Linked DNA regions of Mus musculus: regions 2 and 3 are each linked to region 1. A link is a contact called in public Hi-C and targeted proximity ligation data. All regions are on one chromosome and are shown on one strand. The core of a region is the stretch at or near the end of the contact, and the rest is flanking DNA. Distances in the headings are between cores, read along the strand shown. Region 1 holds the start of Ermp1 (endoplasmic reticulum metallopeptidase 1). Region 2 holds the start of Cd274 (CD274 antigen). Region 3 overlaps Il33 (interleukin 33).

What was found. Hi-C and Micro-C count contacts between places; a contact is called where the count stands out from the background.
Region 2: a contact with region 1 is called in a Hi-C map of CD8 T cells, with 2.5 times the contacts expected there. A contact is called at or near these places in 9 of 39 promoter capture datasets (the 3T3-L1 cell line, the C10 cell line, hippocampal neurons and 4 more), 10 of 484 Hi-C or Micro-C datasets (CD4 T cells, CD8 T cells, LSK cells and 7 more), 4 of 130 datasets of targeted methods (effector CD8 T cells, memory CD8 T cells, pancreatic cancer cells and 1 more) and 2 of 9 other capture datasets (adipose tissue and liver).
Region 3: a targeted proximity ligation map of pancreatic cancer cells shows a contact between it and region 1. A contact is called at or near these places in 3 of 39 promoter capture datasets (the C10 cell line and liver), 1 of 484 Hi-C or Micro-C datasets (embryonic stem cells), 7 of 130 datasets of targeted methods (the 230-238 cell line, the NIH/3T3 cell line, bone marrow-derived macrophages and 4 more) and 2 of 9 other capture datasets (adipose tissue and liver).

What each region holds. Positions count from the first base shown.
Region 1 is chr19:29,646,968-29,649,667 of GRCm38.p6, forward strand. Ermp1 (endoplasmic reticulum metallopeptidase 1) reads right to left here and starts at 1,448. Exons shown (of 15, transcript NM_001081213.2): 1 at 1,069-1,448. The coding sequence starts at 1,388.
Region 2 is chr19:29,366,162-29,368,861 of GRCm38.p6, forward strand. Cd274 (CD274 antigen) reads left to right here and starts at 1,277. Exons shown (of 7, transcript NM_021893.3): 1 at 1,277-1,345. It also overlaps a transcript of Plgrkt not described here.
Region 3 is chr19:29,939,005-29,941,776 of GRCm38.p6, forward strand. The region is part of intron 1 of Il33 (interleukin 33); the gene reads left to right. Among named protein-coding and RNA genes, the nearest start is that of Gm41832, 13 kb to the left of the region's middle.

The DNA of each region.
Region 1 (2,700 bases), core at 198-2,697:
TGCAAGTTACAGAATCAAAGAATTCATATTTTCAAATACACCTGAGGTCATTTAAAAAAAAATTGAACCCTTGGCCAGCAGTGGAGGCGCAGGTCTTTAATCCCAGCACCTGGGAGATAAAGGCAGAAGGATTTCTGTGAGTTAGAGGCCAGCCTGGTCTACAGAGGGAGTTCCAGCCAGGGCTACACAGAGAAACCTTATCTCGAAAAATAAACAAGTAAATAAATAGAATAAAAAAAATAAAAAATGGGGCTGGTGAGATGGCTCAGTGGGTAAGAGCACCCGACTGCTCTTCTGAAGGTCCTGAGTTCAAGTCCCAGCAACCACATGGTGGCTCACAACCATCCTTAAGGAGATCTGACTGGTGTGTCTGAAGACAGCTGCAGTGTACTTACATATAATAAATAAATAAATATTTAAAAAAAATAAAAAATAAAATAAAATAAAAAATGTTGAACCCTATACAATCCGTAGTACAGAAGAGCCATAGACCATCTGCGACCTTCAGAAATTACAGGCATAATTCTGTCTGGATGTACTCTGAGTCTCCTTCCACAGCTTTCAGATATGAGGGCTGTGGTGCTTAGAAAGGTTAGCACGCACTACATTACTCCTCTCCCACACCATCCCAGAAAGACTTGGTAATGCAGCCCTGGCACAAAAACCTCACTCTCCATCTCATTTTAAATGCAGAGAACTAACCAAAGTAAAAAGTGGAAGTTGCTCGAGAAAGAGAGGAGAATGATGAAGCGTGTGAACAACCAATCATCTGCAGGAGGAAGAGAGTGGATGAGAAAGCAGACTCAATCGATCTGGCCACCCCAAGAAAGCGAAAGAGGGAGCCGAGGAAGCCCGGAGTACCCGCAATTCAGACCCCCGGAGGACGCGCAGGATCATCCCACTTCCCACCGAGGTGCGCCCAAGGACCCCGGGACTCTGCATACAGCAGCGCCGGCCTCCTCCGCCTGGGGCACAGTGGCGCCGGGCTCACCCGCGCGGGACTCACCCACCAGGCGCTCCCCCACCCCGGGGCCGCAGAGGACTCGCGGCCGGGCCGATCGGCCGTACCTGGCTTGGCGCGCGTCGAACTCGCCCTGGAGCCCCGAGGTCCGGCTCAGCACCAGCCGCTGCAGCGAGAGCTGCACGAGCGCCCGCAGCGCGAGCAGGTAGAGTGCGAGCGCCAGCGCCGTGCGCGCCTCGGACAGCGCGGTCTTCGCAACCCGGCTCCCGCCGCCGTTCTCCGTCTTCCCCCACATCCTCCCGACGCCCTTCGCATCCTCCTGCGCTGAGGCCTCTCTCTGCCGGTGCGACGCGGCCGCCTCTCCCTCCCGACGCTCCGCGGTGCCGCGGTGCCGCCGCACAGCCGCTGACTCCGAGCTCCACTCCATGGCGGCAACTGCCACCACCAACCGCCCCAGCCTGCGACAGTCCGGGCCACCGCGGCCTCCGCAGCGCCTCCTAGTGAGCGGACGGAAACTGCAGAGGGCCAAATTTCTTCTGATTGGCTGGTCCGCCTCGCTGTTCCCTGGTGCCTGAGTCTGAGATCTTTGGTGGCACAGGCTGACACCCAGCCTGGTGCCAGCAGACTGTCAAAGGGAAAAACACCCATAAACCTAGAAATGAGCAGCCCTAAGCAAGAGAGAAGTGCAAGGCCGCTTTAACAGAATACACGAGGCATTTATCCTGCGCTGGGCTGATGAATACTGGGAAAAGGAGGATTCTGCCTACCAAATCAATAAGTAAGACTTCACAACCAGGACTGGACAAAGGTGTAATCCTGGCACTAGGAAGGATGGCCACAGGAGGATCCCTATTTTGTGCCTAGAGTGGAATACATAACAAAGATCCTGTCTTTTAAAAAAAATTTTTTTGGAAAAAAAAAAAAAAGCATTTGTAATCCCAGCACTCAGGATTTACACAAATTAGAGGCCTGCCTGGTCTACGTAGAGAGTTCCAGGCCAACCAGGGCTACAAAGGTGAGCAGCTAGAGGAGGCAGGGAAGGAAGTAGGGAGACACAGAACCCCAATTACCAGGGCTAGTGCTGTTTTCATTTAACAGATAACAATACCTATAATTTAATGAATAGCTGCTGAGTCAAGCAGTGTGCTAAGTACAGACTTTGAAAAGAAAATATTTTCATTCCTATTTAATATTGAAGAACATAAAGACAGCAAATGAAGGACAAATGGGATCCCAAGACAGCCTTCTGCTCTGTTCCGCGGACACACAGGGCACTCTAAAAACAAAGGTTCCGAAGAAATATTCTTTTTTATTAGATATTTCATTTTTTATTAGATATTTTCCTCATTTACATTTCAAATGCTATCCCGAAAGTCCCCTATACCCTCCTCCTGCCCTGTTCCACAACCCACTCACTCCTGCTTCGTGGCCCTGACATTCCCCTGTACTGGGGCATATGATCTTTGCAAGACCAACGGCCTCTCCTCCCAATGATGGCCAACTAGGCCATCCTCTGCTACATCTGCAACTAAAGACACAGTTCTGGGGTGTACTGGTTAGTTCATATTGTTGATCCTTCTATAGGGTTGCAGACCCCTTCAGCTCCTTGGGTACTTTCTCTAGCTCCCGAAGAGATATTCTTGAACTAACAAGATGGATCAGAAGATAAATGTGTCCATCCCTGATTTCCCCCAAGGCCTGACAACCTTTCATTTCCCTACTAGGCCCATGGTGGAAGG
Region 2 (2,700 bases), core at 27-2,526, 280 kb before region 1:
TACTTTGGAATAGTAGTTTTAGTAAGTAAGTGGGGGAAAGCAGAGAATGAAGAAGGCCCTTGAAGTCCAACAGTGAAATGTTTAAAGATGACAGTGCTCTGTGGAGTTCCCAAGGTTTTGTCTTGGAAAAAGTCCACACTTCCAGTTCGCAGAAAGTCTTTCTCAACATCATTTAGAATAGACTTCCCCCACCTGGATCCCGAGACTGGCCGTGATCCACAGCGTTCACAAAGGGCACGGTTCGAGATGGGAAGTTCTTGAACGGCAAGACAACTGGTTTCATTATGTCGAGGAACTTTGAGGAAGTCACCAAATCCACGATTTAAAAATATATTTCCTATTATACAGACACACCTACTTTCTAGAATTAAAACTGAGTCATTTGCTTGATATTAACTCTATAGGTTGTATAACTCTATATGTAAAGTCATGTCAAGACTGTCACGTATCCACGTATCCAGAAAGGGCTTGAAAGAGATGGGGAATCGGATGGTAATTTGAAGTGTCTGGATTCTGAAGATAAAATTTAAGTCAGAGATCTTATGACTTCAGATATTTTGCTTCTAAAGCGCTCACTGCTCAAGCCTGAAGATTTGAAATTCGGGTCCTCATTACCCATAATAAATGCAGTGATGGCCCATTTCTGAGACCCTAGCCCTGGCAGCAGGGGCGCGGATGGGGATCCCTGGACCACGCTGGCCGGCTAGTTTGGCCAGCTGCGAGCCCGAGGTTAGGTAAGAGAGACCCTCTTTCAAAAATCAAGGTGGGAGCTGTAGAGGAAGGCAACCTATGTGGATCTCCAAGCACACGCTCCCCCCCACCCCCACCCCCGACCTCAGGTTCCACTCCCACCCAAAATAGAGCTGAGTTGTTTACTCTGGACTGTTTCTTTGAGGGAACCTGATTTACAAGAAAGCTAATGCAGGTTTCACTTTCACTTTTAGTTTCGTTTTTAAATAGTGTTTGTTTGTTTTTGTTTTTATCGACAGCCTCTCAGTAGCAGCCCGGTTGTCTTGGAGCTCTCTCTATAGACCAGAGACTCACCTGCCACTGGCTCCTGAGTACTGGAATTAAGGCGTGTGTCACCGCACCGAAGCCTAGTTTCGTTTTTTCTTAAACTGTGAATATCCCAAAGCTGACTCTAAAGTCATCCGCAGGAAATACTATGAGATAAACTCATGCTCAAAGGGACTGGGTGGCTTCGGTTTCACAGACAGCGGAGGTTGGACAAGGCTTCCGCGGAGTGGGCGGGGCTCTGAACTCGAGATAAGACCAGGAAATCGTGGTCCCCAAGCCTCATGCCAGGCTGCACTTGCACGTCGCGGGCCAGTCTCCTCGCCTGCAGGTAAGGGAGCATCTTCTCGCGGAATCCGCTTGCAGGGCACTTTAAAGAGCCAGAATCCCTAGACCTTTTTAGGACGGAGAAGGGAACCGGTTTCCTGGGAAAGTTAAGAACTCAGAATCCGCAGTTTTGTGTGTTTATGGATCTTGTGGGTAGGTAGCTGGGTCAGAAGAGATGAATTAATTGGTCCTAGCGCGACTTGACTGTTTGCTAGCAATGACTGGGTCTTTCCACTTGAAGCATCTCCGGAGGTCCCTTCCTCTGTCGAGGTCTAGGATGCTGGAGCTTAAGATTTTCATTCTATCTGCCCAGAGAACCTAAAGGATTTTTGGAAGAAAATGTCCCAAACAGTTCTTAGATACAGTGACCTAGGCTATGTTAAAGTTTAGGTTGGGGTTGTCATAAGAGGTGAAAGTACAATATTCTATCTTTTTTTAAAAATAAATTATTACAGGTGCTTTCCTATGAATTACTTAGCCAGTTTTTTTTTAATTGCTATATTCCATTGTGCTGGGTTATTAAAGGGCATCACTCTCCCACTGAGGAATGCACAGGTTAGTAATAGTGCCTTACTAGCTCAGTCATCCACTGACCATCTGTGTATGTGACTGTCTGGAATATGGCTAGGTATTTCATTTAGATAAACTCTTATATGTATAAGTACTTCATTATGTTTGAGTGTCTGAAAGGCCTTTGTGTAGAAAAAAAAAAAACAACAACCTGAGAATACATTCCAGAAAGTATCCGCAGCTGATGATGATAGTGACCAAGCGGTGTTTAAGGAGAACTTTATACAGGGAAAATATTCACCTTTCCCAGCTGAGCATCATAGATAGGAAGACATGATAGTGGTTATATGCTGCTCTAAGGAGGGATGGAGAAGGGATGGATTTGAGCACAGGGTTCAGGATCATTTGATAGAATTTGAAAACTGGGTAAATTTTCACTCTTTTGAGAAAGGAAGTTTGCATCTGCTTCCCCTCCCCGCCCCAGGCACTCTTCCCCCCCCCATCCCCCCCCGTGCCCCCCCCCCCCATGGGAAGATAAAGAAGTGGCGTTCCAAGATCTTCATCTGGACTTCCCCTGGGACAAACCTATTTCCCCATCTTGAATGAGCGTCACTTCTTTACTTTAAACTCTGTTCTGTGAAAGGCTCTCAGCTCTTGTCTGGGAATTTGTGAAAGGTTACAGTTTCTTGCCGGAGGGAGGGAGAAGGTGACCCTGGACTCTTAGCCCATGTAAGAGGTGCAGGTTTAGAGGTCAAAGGCCATGCTGATTTACATGGTCCCTGAATTTCCCCTTTTGATCTACTGCTCACACCTGCACCCTGAGAGCCAGGGAGGGGAGGATATGATACT
Region 3 (2,772 bases), core at 142-2,641, 290 kb after region 1:
TGTCCCTGGTTGGGAATAGAAAAAAGAGAAACTGAAACAAACACTTTATTCCTATTTGATATTTCATATTTATTTTGAATTTCTATAAAAGTCATTTATGTATTTACTTACTAAGTTTTACTTAAAAACCTATTCTATATGTAGGAGAAAAATTTGTTTTGCCCTTCAGAGTTAAACTAAAGCCAAAGGTCTATGTGTTAAGCACATCCTTCACGTGGTTACACGCACCTTTCCTCTAGTGCTAACAGTTCTGAATACATAAAAACAAAATGAAACAGCAAACACCACTGTGGGCTCACCTGTGCGTGGGAGCTAACAGTGGACAGAGGGGACCAGGATGGCATCCTAGGAGTGAAAAAGGAGTAGGTGCAGAAGCAGGTACCCAAGGGGGATTCTGGGAGACAGGAGACACCACGCAGGACACATACACTCGCCTTGCTTTTAAGACAGGAAACCTGATAGAACAGTGAAAGGTCCAAGAAGTGGGGGTGGGGATATGCAGTATGGGGATCCTGAGCCTAGGATCCTAGGACCAGGAAGCCAGTCTATCTTTTTCAAAATCACACCAAACTTAATGCACACACATCAGGGACATTCAAAACACGTGTAAGTATAGAGTAGGTTTTGAGAGGAAGCCAGGAAATAAAAGGATGCCCTGAGCTGAATAAATTGAATGGTCAACCTAAGATTGGAGAGCATGGGCCAGCCGGAAGGTCAGCTACTCTACTTTAGGAAGTGTCGCCACCCAAGAACAAGAAGTCTGAGTCCCATTAGGATAAGATAAATAAAACATTAGGATTACGCTCCAGGGGTCAAAATGAAACATTTTCCGGCATCACTGGCAAGGACAGGTGAGCCAGGCTCTGCAGGTGTGGAAGCAGGTGGGCACTGATGAGTGACAGACACCTGTGCCCTATGACGTAAAAGGTACAGGGTGTGGAGGGAGATGATAGAGGCTGATGGGGAGGACACTATATCCAAAGAAGCAACAGCAAGGCAGAGCAGAGAATCACAGATAATAAAAGCTGGGGCTGGAGAGAAGGCTCGTGCTTAAAAGCACCTGGTATGCTTCCGGAAGACCCAAATTGGGTCCCTAGGATCTATGTGAGAGAGCTCACATCTAATACCCTCTTTTGATCCCCTTGGGCAAAAACAGGTATGTGTGTGTGTGTGTGTGTGTGTGTGTGTGTGTGTGTGTGTGCAAATTAATTTTTAATAATTAAAAACCAATACTAAGTGCCTCTCACTTTAAAGGCTTAAAGGAAATCTTTCCAGTAATAATGTGGTCCTCGCCCTCTTCTGGAGGGTGATCTGTCTAGACTCATTGCTTTGTCAGCTTTCTCCAGGGAGCACTTCCTTTCCCAGGGAGAGGGAAATTTCAGAGCAGTGGGAGGAAGGAAAGAGAAAGTAACTCAGCTCCGAGGAGGAGGGAGCTTTCACGACAGCTTTCCCTTCCCTTATTCCAGCCTCCGCCTGAAAGGAAGTGAAAACCAAGAGGGCACAGAGTTGGTGTAAGAGACCCACTGTGCGTCAGCATTGTCCTGTGATGAAGTCACTCTGTCTTAGAAAGCTTAGCCATCGACTATCAGCTAAGACCATGTGATGGTTTCAACTTGATATAACTTACAATGTCTGGAGAAAAGAGCCTAATCAAGGGGGTGTGTGCAGCGGGCCACACTGTACGGATGGCTTTGGGGGATGGTCTTGGTTAATGGACGTGGAGGGATCTAGCCCACTGTGAGTGGCACAATTCCCTGGTGAGGAGGAGGGGACTTCTAAGCAGTATAGGAATGGAGAAACTGAGCTGAATGCAAACAAGCCAGCCCGTAAGCATTTGTTTCCTTCTCTTGACTGCGATGAGATGTGAACAGCTGTTTAAAGTTCCTGTCTTGACTTCCCCCACGGGGGTACATAACCTGAAATTATGAACTTAAGTAAAACCATCCTTTTCCCAAGTTGCTTTTTGTTGGAGTATTTTATCACAGCTGTAGAAATAAAACTAAAGCAGATCATTTGGGGACACTGCCTCTTTCTATGCACTAGCAATATGTCTTTGAGATTCCCATCACAGACTCATGAATCTTCTCATGTTAGACCATAAAGGCTTGACACAGCATAAACTAGAACTTAGGCCCTGGAATTCAACATCATCCCATTCTAGCAATGTTCCCCATGCCTTCAGGGAAAGAGCTTGTTATCAGATCCGGCTTTACTTACAATTAGCAGTGTGGCCCTTGCCAGACCATCCCTGGGCAAGAGGTGAGCTACTGTTTACGCCGCTAACAGGGAGATAACCATATGCAAATAGCTAGTGAAAAGGCTCCTGGCTCACATAAGATGAATGGCCAAAGCTGTGAAGCTGTAGTCACCTCACGGACACTGTCCTCACTCAGGAGTGTCTTAATGGCTACAGATGACTCAGCAGTTAAGAGCGCATGCTGTTCTTGCGAAGGACCTGGGTTTAGCTGCCAGAACCCACATATGGCAACTCACAACCACTGGTAAATCCAGTTCCAGGGATCTGAGACCCTCTTTAGCCTGTGTAGGCACACACTCACACACATGCATGGTGTGCATAAATGCACACAGGCACGTACAGTGCACATACATTTTTTTAAACAATATATATATTATATGTTGTTTTATTTTATTTTTTTAAAGACTGACCTATTGTAAACTCCTCGCTCACCCTTCTTCTTGGCCTTCAGATGTTTCTTGTATAGTAGCCATAGTTTTTTTAAAAGGGAAAGGCCAGGACCCAAAGCTCAGTTG